Regions from separate parts of the Mus musculus genome. Here regions 1 and 2 are each linked to region 3. Evidence: chromatin contacts called from public HiChIP or PLAC-seq data. All regions are on one chromosome and are shown on one strand. The core of a region is the stretch at or near the end of the contact, and the rest is flanking DNA. Distances in the headings are between cores, read along the strand shown. Region 1 overlaps Syn2 (synapsin II). Region 2 has its middle 12 kb from the start of Pparg. Region 3 holds the start of Cand2 (cullin-associated and neddylation-dissociated 2 (putative)).

The links. HiChIP or PLAC-seq counts read pairs in DNA pulled down with a chosen protein or histone mark.
Region 1: a FOXA1 HiChIP or PLAC-seq map of pancreatic cancer cells shows a contact between it and region 3. The contact joins the enhancer-like site here to the promoter of Cand2 in region 3. A contact is called at or near these places in 8 of 39 promoter capture datasets (the 3T3-L1 cell line, embryonic stem cells, frontonasal cranial neural crest and 4 more), 1 of 484 Hi-C or Micro-C datasets (the N1E-115 cell line) and 2 of 115 datasets of contacts at active chromatin or transcription factors (the NIH/3T3 cell line and pancreatic cancer cells).
Region 2: an HNF4G HiChIP or PLAC-seq map of pancreatic cancer cells shows a contact between it and region 3. The contact joins the enhancer-like site here to the promoter of Cand2 in region 3. A contact is called at or near these places in 6 of 39 promoter capture datasets (the 3T3-L1 cell line, cranial neural crest, embryonic stem cells and 3 more) and 1 of 115 datasets of contacts at active chromatin or transcription factors (pancreatic cancer cells).

What each region holds. Positions count from the first base shown.
Region 1 is chr6:115,269,591-115,274,248 of GRCm38.p6, reverse strand. Syn2 (synapsin II) reads right to left here. Exons shown (of 13, transcript NM_001111015.1): 11 at 1-53. Among named protein-coding and RNA genes, the nearest start is that of Timp4, 20 kb to the right of the region's middle. Within about 2 kb of position 2,133, at least 87 of the 459 cell types and tissues checked have an H3K27ac peak or open chromatin away from gene starts, as enhancers often do. A contact at or near this core is called in the N1E-115 cell line, the NIH/3T3 cell line and pancreatic cancer cells, where this site is marked.
Region 2 is chr6:115,348,617-115,353,002 of GRCm38.p6, reverse strand. No RefSeq gene overlaps it. Among named protein-coding and RNA genes, the nearest start is that of Pparg, 12 kb to the left of the region's middle. Within about 2 kb of position 3,107, at least 30 of the 459 cell types and tissues checked have an H3K27ac peak or open chromatin away from gene starts, as enhancers often do. A contact at or near this core is called in pancreatic cancer cells, where this site is marked.
Region 3 is chr6:115,772,605-115,777,308 of GRCm38.p6, reverse strand. It overlaps Cand2 (cullin-associated and neddylation-dissociated 2 (putative)), which reads right to left and starts at 2,752. Exons shown (of 15, transcript NM_025958.2): 1 at 2,631-2,752. The coding sequence starts at 2,698. Mir7660 (microRNA 7660) reads right to left here and starts at 1,652; the gene lies at 1,590-1,652.

The DNA.
Region 1 (4,658 bases), core at 884-3,383, 500 kb after region 3:
GGTGGCCGCTGAGGAGGGGTCTTGCTGGAGTCCGGTTCCTTAAGTGTTCCACTCTGGAAGACAAAAATAACAACAACAAAAAAATACCACAAGAGATAAAACCAAAGCTCCAAGCAAACGCCAGAGACAAGTTCAGTGGAAGCCCATGCTGGGGTCCCAGGGCCTGCTCAGGAAATCCTGATGTGCAGACCACCAAGGACCCTCAGCCTCTGGGCTGTTGCTGGTCTTAAGTTGGCAGTGTGGGTCTTGGAATTACTGATGGACACCATAGCCTCCTCATGCCCCTTCCATTTTGCTCATGGTAGACTTACTCTACCTGGAACTTTAAGTCTGTGCTTTGTCGTCACCCCTCACCCTGACATCCAGGTTCTATTTGTACTTACTCTCTGTTCCCAGCTTCTGAAAGGAGAGCAACTGGGTTGCCCATGGCTCTTAGGGAGGGGTGGTGATGAGGTCTGGGTAGGGTGGGGTAGATGTATGAGCTTATGTGTGCCTGCTTTCTAATCGTGATGAACCGTAGGGTGGGGTCAGTTCAGGAGCTAGTGGGGTTCTGATCTACTCTTTGGGCTAGGCTGTACCGCCGGAGAGAGAGGGACCTGAATGGGGGTAAGATGCTAATACTGGTAAAGTGCTCAAGGCCAAGTTGTTTTGCTGTCTCAGAACGCAGAATTATAGTCTGCCTGACGGCATGGCTCCACTCCTACGCTTCCTCTCCTCCCAGCTGGGATTCTGATTATGTCCTGACAGGATCAAAGATGCATGTGACTTCGTTTGTCTCACATTTGTGTTTCAGGCAGTTCATGTTAGGGGTTTGTCTTCAGTGTGCCGGAAACATTCTCTAAAGCCAAAGTGTGCCAAGTGGGCCGATGGTGATGTCAGAGTGTGCCTCCACAAGCTGGGCTGCAAAGTGGGCTAAATGTGCCTTCAGTCGGCCTCCCGTTTCCCTCTCAGTGCCCTCTGCCCTCAGGAGAAGGCCCCAAGCCCTATTCCCACCTCAGTGCCATCTCTTCCCTGCTCCCCACTGCCCCCGTGTCTGAGGCTGGCCATGTCTCTCCTCCCTGCCCCGCACTGCCCCTGTGGCTGAGGCTGGCCATGTCTCTCCTGCTCCCTAGGGCCACTTTTTAGCTCAAATACCCTTGAAGTAGAAGTGTTCTCTTCCCAGTGCTCAGCCATTCAATGATGACATGACTCTAACTGTATAGAAGTTTATACAGTACCAGGCCTGGCCTTTGCATTATCCTTAGTACCCCACAGCAGGGAAGCCCATCTTACCTGTCAGCCACCTTCAACAACAAAACATCCCTTTCTTCCAAGACTCTAACTGGTTCCAGAAGACCTGCTCTGAGTTCTGACACTGAGATACACACTTAAGCATTAAGCCAGTTGGTGGCCACCTACGCCACTCATGCATCAGGGTCCCTCTAAACTAGCTTCCTAATCCTCCCCACTCATCTCTCCAATCTTTGTTCCCTATGGCCACTGTTCCCCTCTTAAAACTTCTCCCTAGACATGCCACTTAATTCTCCTGAAATTTCCCGAGTGTTTACTGTGTCCCACGTAAATGGGCCTTTATGTGACCTGTCCTTTACACCTCACAATGCTGTATGTAGTAGAAGATGTTATACCAAGATTCCCAGTTGCTCCAGCACAGTGGAACTAACCTTTCTAGCCTTCAGTTCCCCACATGTCCTAAAAGAATGCATGCCTTCTGGTCCCAACCTTATTGATAGTCTCTTTCCGAGGTCATGTGAAGCATCTAGACTGGTGCTTGCCAGTGCTCTCCCTCAGGCCTCACAGGAGGCACCCACCATGCAGGCTGACCCTGGCTCTCCTCAGTCACAGAAATACACACGTGAGACATTCAAGGATAAAATGAGCCCCAAAGTGCCCTTCCCAAGGCTTTGGGGAGAGAGGCCAGAGCCTGGGAATGTGCCTTGGCTACCCTTGATGGCGCCTGAAGAGTTTCTCCTGTCCCTGGTTCCACTGAGGCTGGGGATGGAAGACTTCTCAGGGGCTGAGGAAGCCAGGAGGAGAGTCCCCTAGGACTGTCCCTTGCCAGGCTGAGACACTCTGGCTCCTCCCACAAGCCTGCTGTCTGCTAGGGGCTGAGGGCTTATTCCCTGTGGGGTTTGGCTACCACGGGATCTGTCTCCAGTCACCAAGAGCCTCCTGGGATGCTGAATTCCACAGAAGTCTGGCCACTCTGGCGTCACTGCCAAAATTTGGCATATAGCCAGCCCAAGGCAGGACCTCGTGGTCAGCCTGAGCAGCAGAGTTTCTCTCAGGAAGCTGGTTGACTCAAACAGGTAAGAATGTTTAGTCCAGCTCCCGTGGCCAGCTGCACACACACAGGGAGGAGGAAAAGAGCCTTTTAACTGCCTACAAAACAAAGCCCCGTGAAACCGAGCTTATGGAAAGACTGCAAGTGGCTGTCAGTCTGATACCACTGCCTAAACTAATGTGGCTGAAGGTGCATTTGTGTCTTAATGGGGGAGGGGAGCCCTCCCTTCTTGCTTGGTCAAGCCTCCTTAGAAAGCAGTCACCACGCTGGGCACCTCTTTGGAGGGGTCCATTGGTAGGGTCTGTGAAGAGATAGGGGTTGAGAGACTGGAAACACTTTCTTTATGAGATTTGACAAGTTACATCTCTGCATCTTGGCTTCCCCAAATGGTCAGACTACAAGGATTAAACGATGATGTGACCCTGGCAGCACCAGAGTTAGTGTCAATCATGTCAGTGGTAGCCTAGGTAACACTGACTGTCCCACTGTGAGAACTCTTCAACTAGCACCTAGAAAAACTCTGGCCAGAGATACTATATAGGGGATGCAAGTTGTCACAGGCAGATGAGTTCTGCTGGCTCCTTCGTCTCTAGGCTTCCACTAATTCTTTGTGCATTTGAGTTCTTTGGATGACAGAGGTAAGAGATAGCAGTGCAGTCTTGAGGCAAGAAAAGCCCCAGGGCTGCTGGGCCTGAACAGAGATATCCCGAAGGCATAGGGTTTGAGGGACTCCTCGGTGAGGAGAGCAAGCTGCCGCCCATAGAGGTTTGGTAGGCTAATTAATATCCTGCTCTGCTGGGTCTGTGGGGCTTTAGCAATCAAAGGGGCTGGGGGGCAGAAGAGATGAATGTCCCATGAAGCAGCTGGTGAAGTGACAGGTCAAGCATCTGGCTATCAATGGAGGAGAGCAAGTTTCCTCATACGGCACCACGAGTGCCCAGGTTTCCCTTTCTTTCCTTCCCCCTCACAGGCATACCAAAAAGCCCCGGTGCATGGTATTACACAGACCCTTCTGAGCTGGGGGTCAGATGGTCCAGCTCTTCTTAGCAGCCAGGTGACTCTGGATAGGTCATCTTCATTGTCTTTCCTGATATGTCAACACATAAAGAATTACAACCTCCATATCTCACATAAGAGTTTTGAGGCTTAAAAACATCAAATGAGCTTTATAAACTATAAAGTCCTAGCCAGTGAATAATATATGGTAACGCCATTGTTTTTGTTTAAATAAGAGTAAATCTACAGTGTGAGAACTACATGTATCAATGGAAAAGATATTGCTAACTAGTTTCCTGTCATCTTGTGCACACGGAGGGTAGTTCTTGTGTGGGGGATTTGGGGTTGGGTTAGACCATGCCTTCTCTCTATACATCACTGCCTTAGTTTGGGCAAGATCCACTCAATTGCAGATCACTGGCCTGAGAGAGAAACGTAGCCCATGAGGATCTATGGGGGTTTTGCTGAAGGTACATCTAATTTCCCACCCTGTGGCTTTTGTTAGACAGACTGGCAGAGGAGCTCCTATCTAAGTGAGGCCCCAACAGGATGGAAAGCTGAGGAAGGAAAGACATTGAGTGACTCAACTTTTGAGAATTGTTGGCTTAACACCAGCTGCCCCCACCAGGAGGAAGGCCTGTGCTTGCTCAGCATATCTGAGACAGGAAATTGGGAAAGGGTCCCAGGGTCTGGCCCCAGGAAAGGGGCCAGGCCAAGCTCCTTGCTGGCCACGCCACAGAACTATTCTGATCAGCTCCCCCAGGCCTTGCTTCCCCGGTCCAGTACTCCAGGGAGAATGAAGCAGCAGGAAGGAATGTGGTCAGGAGGTTGTAGAGCAAAGGGGACAGTATGTTTTCAGCACCTTGAGACCTTTCAGTTGCCACTGCCCCTTTCCTTCCTCTGCAAGGGTATAAAAGGTATCCAGGAATGAGATGATGCCCCTTCCTTCCCAGGGGAATTACTCTTGGGCAAAGACCACTGCCTGGATAGTGGCCCTTCCATAACCTGAGGACACCAGAAATGGTCCGTGGGGGCCACAAGTCCTATGGGGGCTCTGAGGATCAGGTCACCCTAGGTCAGAATGTCAGTTTTGAGTGATTAAAGATGTCCATGAAAGTAAAGACAATCCCAAAATAACTGGTTTCTCTTAATAGTTCGTTAAGGGATCTAGTCACTGGTGGCTTTATCTGAACCTGCCCCCAATCTCCTGGAGTTCTCAGCTTCTACTCACTGGGGAACACGTTCTCTCAAGCCGGGCCTGCTGTGGGAAGCAGGAAGGCCTTGGTTTGTCCTAACTTTACCTCTTAGAACAAGTGAAACAGTCCTGATATGGGATTGAAGGGATGGTTGTGCCTCTCCCTAATCGTCCAGCCCTGGAGGC
Region 2 (4,386 bases), core at 1,858-4,357, 420 kb after region 3:
GATGGAAGTGGATGAGTGGCTCCCAGGGACAGCAGGAAGGAAACTGAATGGCAGGTAACAGACACAGAGTGTCTCTGAGGGTAATGGCATATTCTAGAACAGTGGTTGAGACCCCTTTGGGATTTGAATGACCCTTTCAATGCCCAAGACAGAAAACACACATATACAATATGATTCATAACAGAAACAAAATTAAAGTTTGAAAATAGTAATGAAAATAATTTTGTGGTCACCACAACATAATGAACTGTATTTAAGGGTTGCATCATTAGGAAGGTTGAGAACCACTACTCTACGATGAGAGTGACAGCGATGATTTATATGAAAATCTTAAATCGTGCATTTAAGCTGGGTATGGTGAATCACAGCCTTAGGGAGGACTGGGAAAACAAGGTTAGCATGGGCTACATAGTAAGATAAAATAAATATATTAACTACTTAATGAAAAGGATAATTTTATTATATATGAATTATATCTCAATAAAAATCTATTTAACAAGAAAGCTGAGAAACAGCCTCTCTCTGTAACCTCCCCCTACCAGGTAGAAGCTTGCTTGTCTTCACTTTAGCCTTCTCCATTTCTCTGCCATGTTCCATCATCCTGTATTAGGTACGTTATGACTCTGCAGGAAAGTAACCAACCAAGCACAAAAAGGGGCTGAAATCCAAGGCCTTTGTTCATCCTCCTGAAAGAAGGGCTCGCCTCTCTTTAGTTCACAGAAAAGTGTCCAGCAGTGGCCTTGATCTTTTCAAGAGCATCTGGGACAGGGAGTATAGGTAAGCACATGGCTTTACTCAAGTCTTCCATCTTGAATATGAAATCAGGTGCTTCATAATACTATGATATCATCATGATTTACACTCATAAATCATTCTCCTGTATGGTGCATCCCTGAGCCTTTTATTTTTAGCAAATTCTTTGGGGTTTGTGTGTGTGTGTGTGTGTGTGTGTGTGTGTGTGTGTGTTTTGTCGTCGTCATTTGTTTGTTTGTTTTGGGGTTTTTTGGATTTTTTTTTTTTGAGACAGGATCTTCTCTATAGAACAGGCTGGTCTTAAGCCACTGGAGACCTGCTTACCATTTCTTTCCCCAGTCTTGGGGTCAAAGGCCCAGCTGTCTGAGTAATCCAAAGAACAGGCATTTGGCCTGTGTGTTCAGCTCCTTTCTATAGTGTTCTCTTTCGCTCAAAAGGCATTCAGAGACTGGTTCAGTTTTGCACTGTGGTCCAGGGTTGGAACTTACATGTGCTGAGACCCAGAGGGTTTCTAACATCACTGTTCTGTGACACTTTTCTGACAGCATTTCTCTGTCGATTTCAAAAGAGCCCAAATAATTGTATTTTCTACACTAAATTTAATCAGTGACTCAGCACACATTTATTGAATTACTATTATGTTCAAAATAACACACTCTTCCAAACAGGAAGAGCCTCAAATCCTAGAACTTTACATATCAAATGTTTGAGGGCCTGGAGCTTAGTAATGTTTGTAGATGAATCAATACATAGAGACCAATGTTGTTTATTTGTGGTGCCTGAAGATTAGGCAATACCTAATACCCACTGAACTTAATACGTCCTTAACTCATCTAACACTGGAGAATAGAAACCTATATATACAACAAACAAATAAGCATAATATTTTAATGTTATGTTCCAGTTTAAAATTTTCTGAGATTACAGGCTTTCCTCACAGTGCCTGGTCCATGCCCTCTTTCCTTCCTTCCCTCCCTTCCCTTCCTTCCCTTCCTTCCTTTCTTTTCAAACTCACCCTCCTCCTACATTGGACTCTTTGCAAGTAGCTTCTGTCTTTCATGCTAACAGAATACGGGCCAGAAGGACACACTCTGTAGGGTTGGACAGCCATAATTTTAACCTGGAAGTACTCTTAAGATTTATTTTGACCCTTTAGAAATAAGGTGTATGTGTGTGCATTGTGCAGACGTCAGCAGAGGCCAGAGGTGTCAGACACCCCTGGAGCTAAAACTGCAGGCAGTTGTGAGCCATCCAATCTGGGTGCTGGGAATTGAACTCAGGTCCTCTAACAACTGCAAGGTAGACTCTTACCTCTGTAAGCCTTCCTGAATGGGAAGACTTCAATAGTCAAAATCTCATTTCTTTCTTTTTTCTTTTTTTTTTTTTAATTGGAACTAAAGGACCCTGATATAGCTGACTCGTGTGAGGCTATGCCAGTGCCTGGCAAATATAGAAGTGGATGCTCACAGTCATCTATTGGATGGAACACAGGGCCCCCAATGGAGGAGCTAGAGAAAGCACCCAAGGAGCTCAAGGGATCTGCAACCCTATAGGTGGAACAACAGTATGAACTAACCAGTATCCCCAGAGCTCGTGTCTCTAGCTGCATATGTAGCAGAAGATGGCCTAGTTGGCTATCACTGGGAAGAGAGGCCATTGGTCTTGCAAACTTTATATGCCCCAGTACAGAGAAATGCCAGGGCCAAGATGTGGGAGTGGGTGGGTAGGGGAGCAGGGCGGGGGAAGGGTACAGGGAACTTTCGGGATAATATTTGAAATGTAAATAAAGAAAATATCTAATTAAAAAAAAAAAAAACCTCCTCATTTCTAATCCAGTTGCTGTTCCTCCTTCCATCATTCAGCACTTCTTATACACAAGAAAGTTTTGGGCCATCTCTGTGATGGAAAACCCAAAAACATCCCAGAGTCCAAGGTTCAGGCTGGATAGCCAATGCTTGTTTTATTGTGTGAACTACACAGTCTAAGCTCCGGTCCAGGCAGAGAATTGCCTTCCCAACCATCTGAGAGCTGTCACTTAAGATGCTATCTCACACAAAAAATCTTTTCCTTCTCACGGAAAAAAAAATGTTTAATCCCAATAGCTTTCGGTAAGAAAGGCAAGCTGTGGAAACCATAAACATATTCAATGTGTGGAGGAAACAGTTGGTATTCGGTAAACAGTAAGTAATTTATTGACTTGGCTAGATTCCCTTGGACTCTAGTATATAGTTAACTCTTAATTACCTCAGAGCAAATTGACTATTTGGTAAATTCTTTGGAATGTTATTGAGCCATCTCAACATCATCTGGCTAAATTCTAGGCTCACAGGAGTATGACTAAGACAGCCACGTGGTTACTTGAGCTGAATGGTGGGCTGGGCCAGGGCTGGCTGTCCAACTCTACAGAGTGTGTCCTCTGTCCTGTGTTCTGTTAGCATGAAAGACAGAAGCTACCCTCAAAGAGTCCAATGTAGGAGGAGGGTGAGCTTGAGAAAGAAAGGATAGAAAGAAAGAAAAATAGGTGTGGCCCAGGCACTGTGGGGAAGGCCTGTACTCTTAGTTGTGAGGCCACTGGAGGAGGCTCTCAAGTTCAGTGGTAGCCTGGGTGATTTAAGGAAATCTGTCTCCAGAGGAAATGGTGGAGCAATAGGAGGGAGAGGAGAAGGCAGATGTAGGGGGAGGAAAAAGGGAGAAGGGGAGGAAACAGTGATGGCAGAAAAGGGAGGGAGGGCCCAAGAGGGAGCGGGAGAGGGAGTAAGAGAGCACTGTCATGTGACAGTGAGGGCAACTGGTGGCTTTGGTGAGAGGCTAGATAGTTCAGGGCAGTTTACTGAACACCTACTGCAGACACCGTCAGATGAGCCATTTGACTATCAGTTTTTAACTTTAGTCTTTATTAGTATCAAAACATTATCTTAAAACTACAGATGAGGAAACAGATACATAGAAAGACCTCGACTACAGTTGTAGCTTGGGCTGGTTTCAAATTCTTAGCAATTCCCCTGCCTCAGCATCATAAGTGCTAGGATTACAGCCTCAGTCACCTTGGCTAGGCTCCATCTAGATTTCTTTATGGGTTTTTGTTTTGTTTCTTCTCTCTCTCTCTCTCTCTCTCTCTCTCTCTCTCTCTCTCTCTCTCTCTCTTTCTTCTTCCTTCCTTCCTTCCCTCCCTCCCTCCCTTCCTTCCTTTCTTTTTGCAAGTTAATTATTGTTGTATTTTAGACTAGTGACACAAGTCTACCAAGAGGTGGGCTCAGGTGAGTTCATCTCACTTTTGAGGGGCGCTTTTGGCCTTTGCTGGCCCACCATGGTCATGAGAAAGCACAGCTACAGGAACTGTTCTGAGTCCTGGCAGTGGAATACTAATTCTTGATGTCTTTTTTCCCCCGAAGAGTTTTGAGGTTTTTTTCCTGTTTGTTTGTTTGTTTTTGCATCCAGATTCTAGCTTCTCCACCCTCCTCTCTTCTCAGTCCCTCCTTCTCTCTCACCTCACCTCCCTGTCACCCTCCCTTCCTCCCTTTCTCCTCAGAAAAAGGGACACCTCCCATGGATATCAATCCACTTTGGCAAATCATGTTGCCATAGGACGAGGCTCATCTTCTATTGTGGTTAAGGGGAAAGGGCTCCAAAGGC
Region 3 (4,704 bases), core at 1,503-4,002:
CTCCTTGACAGCACTTTTCTCCCATACAGCGAATGTATGAGAACACTTCATGCACACACACCCACACACACACACACAGAAAGACATATAATATCCCCACATATATACACATACACATAATAACCCCCATACCATGCACATACACACACATATATGAATACATATACTTTCACACATGTACACACAAACAAACATACATACATAAATATATGCACATATCTTGCACACACATAAACACATGTGCGTGCACACATACTCTTGCTCAGCAGGCTCACATCTAATACTCCAAGCTCAGCAAGGAACAGGTCTGACAAGGGAGCAGGGTGAGGGCAGGAGAGTTTGTGCTCAACAGACCTTGAGCAGAGGTGTGGATCGAGGCCCCTTTTTGGAGTGTGTGTGTGTGTGTGTGTGTGTGTGTGTGTGTGAGACATATTAGATATCCTGCATCAAGTATTTACATTACCATTCCGAACAATAGCAAAATTATAGTTATGAGTAGCAACCAATTCATATTATGGTTGGAGGTCACCACAACACAAGGAACTGTATTAAAGGTGTGCAGTGTTAGGAAGGTTGAGAACCACTGGCTTAGAGCCAAGCGGCCTCGTGGAAACCCGAACCCAGAAATCAACATTCACAAATATACCGCAGCATTTCAAACACCTCAGGTCTGCAGACATCACTCTCAGAGGAAATGTCATGGTGCTGGGGTGGTGGGGATAATAATTTGACAAGCAAGAGCTCCAAAGCAGAGCGAGGCTTTAAGTAAACATACTTGTCTTATCAGTGAGGTAAAATTTGGCCAGCTGCCTCCTTAACCCCAAGCCTCGGTTTTTCCATGAATAAAACGGAAATTGTCTTTGCCCCTCTCCCACAGCATCCTTGAGGGTTTTAATAGGTCAATCTGAGCAAGCAGGCTCAGAGAGGTTACGAAGCACCAGCGTGAGGTAGGTCACCTGAATCCTCAAACAGCACTGCCTCAGTGAAAAAGGATTTGGACATCCCTGTCAGACCTCTCAAGTTCTTGGTTTTCTCTGTCAAGAGTCTGATCCCCAAATAAAACTGAGAACCAAGGCTGGCTGTCCCTTGCCTGGAACCCCAGTCAGACATTCCCCGCTGGGAACCATAAGCCATGGTCTCCTGCCATGTTGAGAGGCAGCACCATAGGACACTGGGACACATGGTGCCTGGACAGCTGGTGGGGGGCGGGGGTTGGGAGGAGGCTCAGGCTCTTGGTATTCAGACTTTTAAAAATAGAAACCATTCTCATATGCTCAGGGTGGTTTTAGGTGTCCTCAACGCTGCTGGCAGGGACAGATTTAAAGGGCTTCTCAGGCCCTGAGTGATAGAGCCAACTCCCTGATAGGCCCAGGAGTCATTCCCTCAACTCTGGCAGGCCATGTGACTTTGAGTAAGTCAAAGCCCCCTCCAGACTTCTGGAGAACAGAAAGAACTTGGGCCCAAAGAACAAAGAACAGTCTACCAGGACCTGCCCCGTTTCCCTGCACAGAGTCAGGACAACCATTCACAAAGCACTTACCTGCTACCTAAAGCACAAACAGCTAAGCTAAGGCTCAGAGGGCATGGAGTACTTTGCCCATCACTTACAGATCTAGTTAGTGATGGTTGCCGAGATCTGAAGCCAGGGCAAAGGATCCCAAGCCCTACTACCACTGTGGGGCTTAGGGCTGCACAGAGATTTTTGAGGACTGTATTTACAGGACACGGAAAAGGTCAGACCACACAAATAGGCTTCTGGCCCCTCCGGACTGGCTAGATTGGGAATCCCACTGACACCTCCAACTCTGCTTGGCCCTACCGTTAGCATTGTATCCAGGCCCTTCATGTCCCTGAACCTAATTTTCCCTGTTTGTAATCGGAGGGATAACTACTGTGACAGAAGACTCAGAATGGTGCACTGTCCTGTTGACTTGAGGGTCCACAACTGACCAACAACCCCTTTTTATCACTGAACCTCAGTTTCCCCTGCAAGAGGGGCTGCATCAGATATTCCCATTCCTCTTGCCAACTCTGTTCCTGTGTTTCTGTGGTGTTTGGAGAGGAGGATAGGAGAAAAAGAATGGGGGAGAGAGATAGCCCTCACCCCAACCTTTGCTTCCTGCTCTAAACCATCTTGGGAGAGGAGGGGAATAAGGAAGATGGGGTGGTGATGAGGGGCCAGGGAGAAAAGGCACGGGATGAAAAGAAAGAGATGAAAGAAAAGTAAAGTTTGTTAGGGTTAGGAGACCCGGTAGGGGTACAGGGTGCGGGGGATGGGGTAACCTAGAGACCGGGCAGAAGTGTGGGTCTCGGAAGATAGCCTTGGATGGAGGTTGTGCAGGGAAGCGGCCTGTTTCAATGAGGGTCAGAAGAGGACTGCACTGGGTTCCAAAGAGAGGCCGACGGGGACTTCACTGGAGAGCCTGGGGGGCGCCCAGTGTTGGGGACTTGAGAGGCCAGCACAGCAAAGGCGGGAAGAGGCTGGGGGCGGGGCTGCAGGCCCAGCCAGGCCCAGGCGAAGAGGCCGGGGGCTCCCACAGGGGTCCGCAGGGGGGGGGCAGGGGAGCAGAGGGGCGGCCGGGACAGGCTGAGACCCCTGAAAACGAGTCCCGAGCCCCCACAGGGCGCACCTGAAGTCTTTGTCGCTGGACGTCATCTTCTCCAGCAGGCTGGAGATGTAGAAGGCACCGGTACTCATGCTGGCTGCGCCGCGGGGTTGCGGGTCGAATCGAATATGGCGGCGCGGCCTCCCCTCCCCTCCACCACGCCCCCTCCCCCACCGGCCACGCCCCTTCTCTCTCTCTCTCTCTCTCTCTCTCTCTCTCTCTCTCTCTCTCTCTCTCTCTCTCTCTCTCTCTCTCTCTCTCTCTCTCTCTCTCTCTCTCTCTCTCTCTCTCTCTCTCTCTCTCTCTCTCTCTCTCTCTCTCTCTCTCTCTCTCTCTCTCTCTCTCTCTCTCTCTCTCCCCTCCTGTCCCGAGCAGGACTGAAGTAACGGGCCTGGCCCCCTCTCCTGGACAGCTCTGCTCAGCATGGGCACCAGCAGCTCACCACCCGGCCCTGACCACGCCTTCTCCCGATTGTGCCTTGAAGACCCCTTGACTTTGCTCTCTCAATGGCACTCATGCAAACAGGGACATGGGATGGCAATTCCAGATTCTACCAGGTTCCACACAGCCAAAGAACCTGAGATGAATTAAGGACGGACTTCAGGTTCCCAAAGCCGAGAGCAATAGCTGTTCCCTAAAGTTGATCACAGTTTTCCCCAGTTAGGAGGTGTGTGTGTGTGTGTGTGTGTGTGTGTGCGCGCGCGCGCGCGTAGATCTTTAGGGGGACTCTTTAAACTGGAAAGGAAGTGTCGCTTCAAATCTCTGCTACCTAGCTTGGGGAGTCACACAACCTCTGCTGGCTATTTTTAGTTACTCAAAGGAATAAAAGAAACCTTTATCTTTCTTGCTTTGTTTTGTTTTTTCTTTTTTGTTTTTGTTTTTGTTTTTTGAGACAAGGTTTCTCTGTATAGTAATTGCTGCCCTGAAACTCACTTTGTAGACCAGGCTAGCCTCAAACTCAGAGACCTGCCTGCCTCTTTCTCCCAGGTATTGAGATTAAAGGCATGCACCAAGACCCTGGTTAAGAAAGTTTTATCTTAAATGTATTAAAATTTCTGTTTTGGTTCTTCTCTACCACAGAGCCACACCCTCAGGTTGGTAAAAGGAAATCTAGGGGGCTGGGGTGTCTCATACCTGCAATTCCAGAACTTGGCAGGTGAAGGCAGGAAGGCAGGAGGATCAAAATTTCAACCTTGGCTACATAGATCCTGTCTTTAGAAAAAAAGATAAAGAAAGGAAGGATTTAAATGAGACATCTGCTACATCTTTGATTTCCGACTCCTAATCCAACTTCTCTTCCTCTAGATGACTGAACAGTGGCTACAAAGTCCCAAGCCTTGGAGGCTAGGGACCTCTACATTTCTCCTAGTCTTCTTGCTCCTGTCTCGCTCACACCTATGTGGCCATCCCAGAAGAAAGTCATTGTTTCATGAATGAGAAGGGGAGACAGCCCTTCAGGGGACTGTGAATACTCCCAGGGAGAAATATAGCAATCACTTGGCACCTTAGGCAGTTATTTAGTAAATGACAGTGGAGACAAAATTGGAATTTTTTACATTTTATCATTATTATTTATTTGTATTTTGTATCTAGGAGTTTCTTGCTCACATACACATATGTATATGTGTGTGTATATATATATATATATATATATATATATATATATATATATATGTGTGTGTGTGTGTGTATGTATGTATGCGTATGTATATATGTATATATATGTGTGTATATATGTATGTGTGTATATGTATATGTATATATATGTGTGTGTATATATATATGTGTGTGTATATATATATATGTGTGTGTATATATATATATATATATATATATATATATATTGCAGTACCCATGAAGGACAGAAGAGGGCAATAGACTCCAAGAAACTGTAGTTACCCACTGTTGTGAGCTGTCACATGCATACTGGGACCCCAGGACCTGTGCAAGAGCAATAAATGGTTTTAACTACTGAGCCATCTCTCCAGCCCCCTTTTTCATTTTTTATAACAATAGACTGATTTGGGTAAAGGTTGCTATTTCACTCCTCTGGTAAACCCTGTTTACAGTTCAGAGTTTCAGATCTTACTCCTTGAGC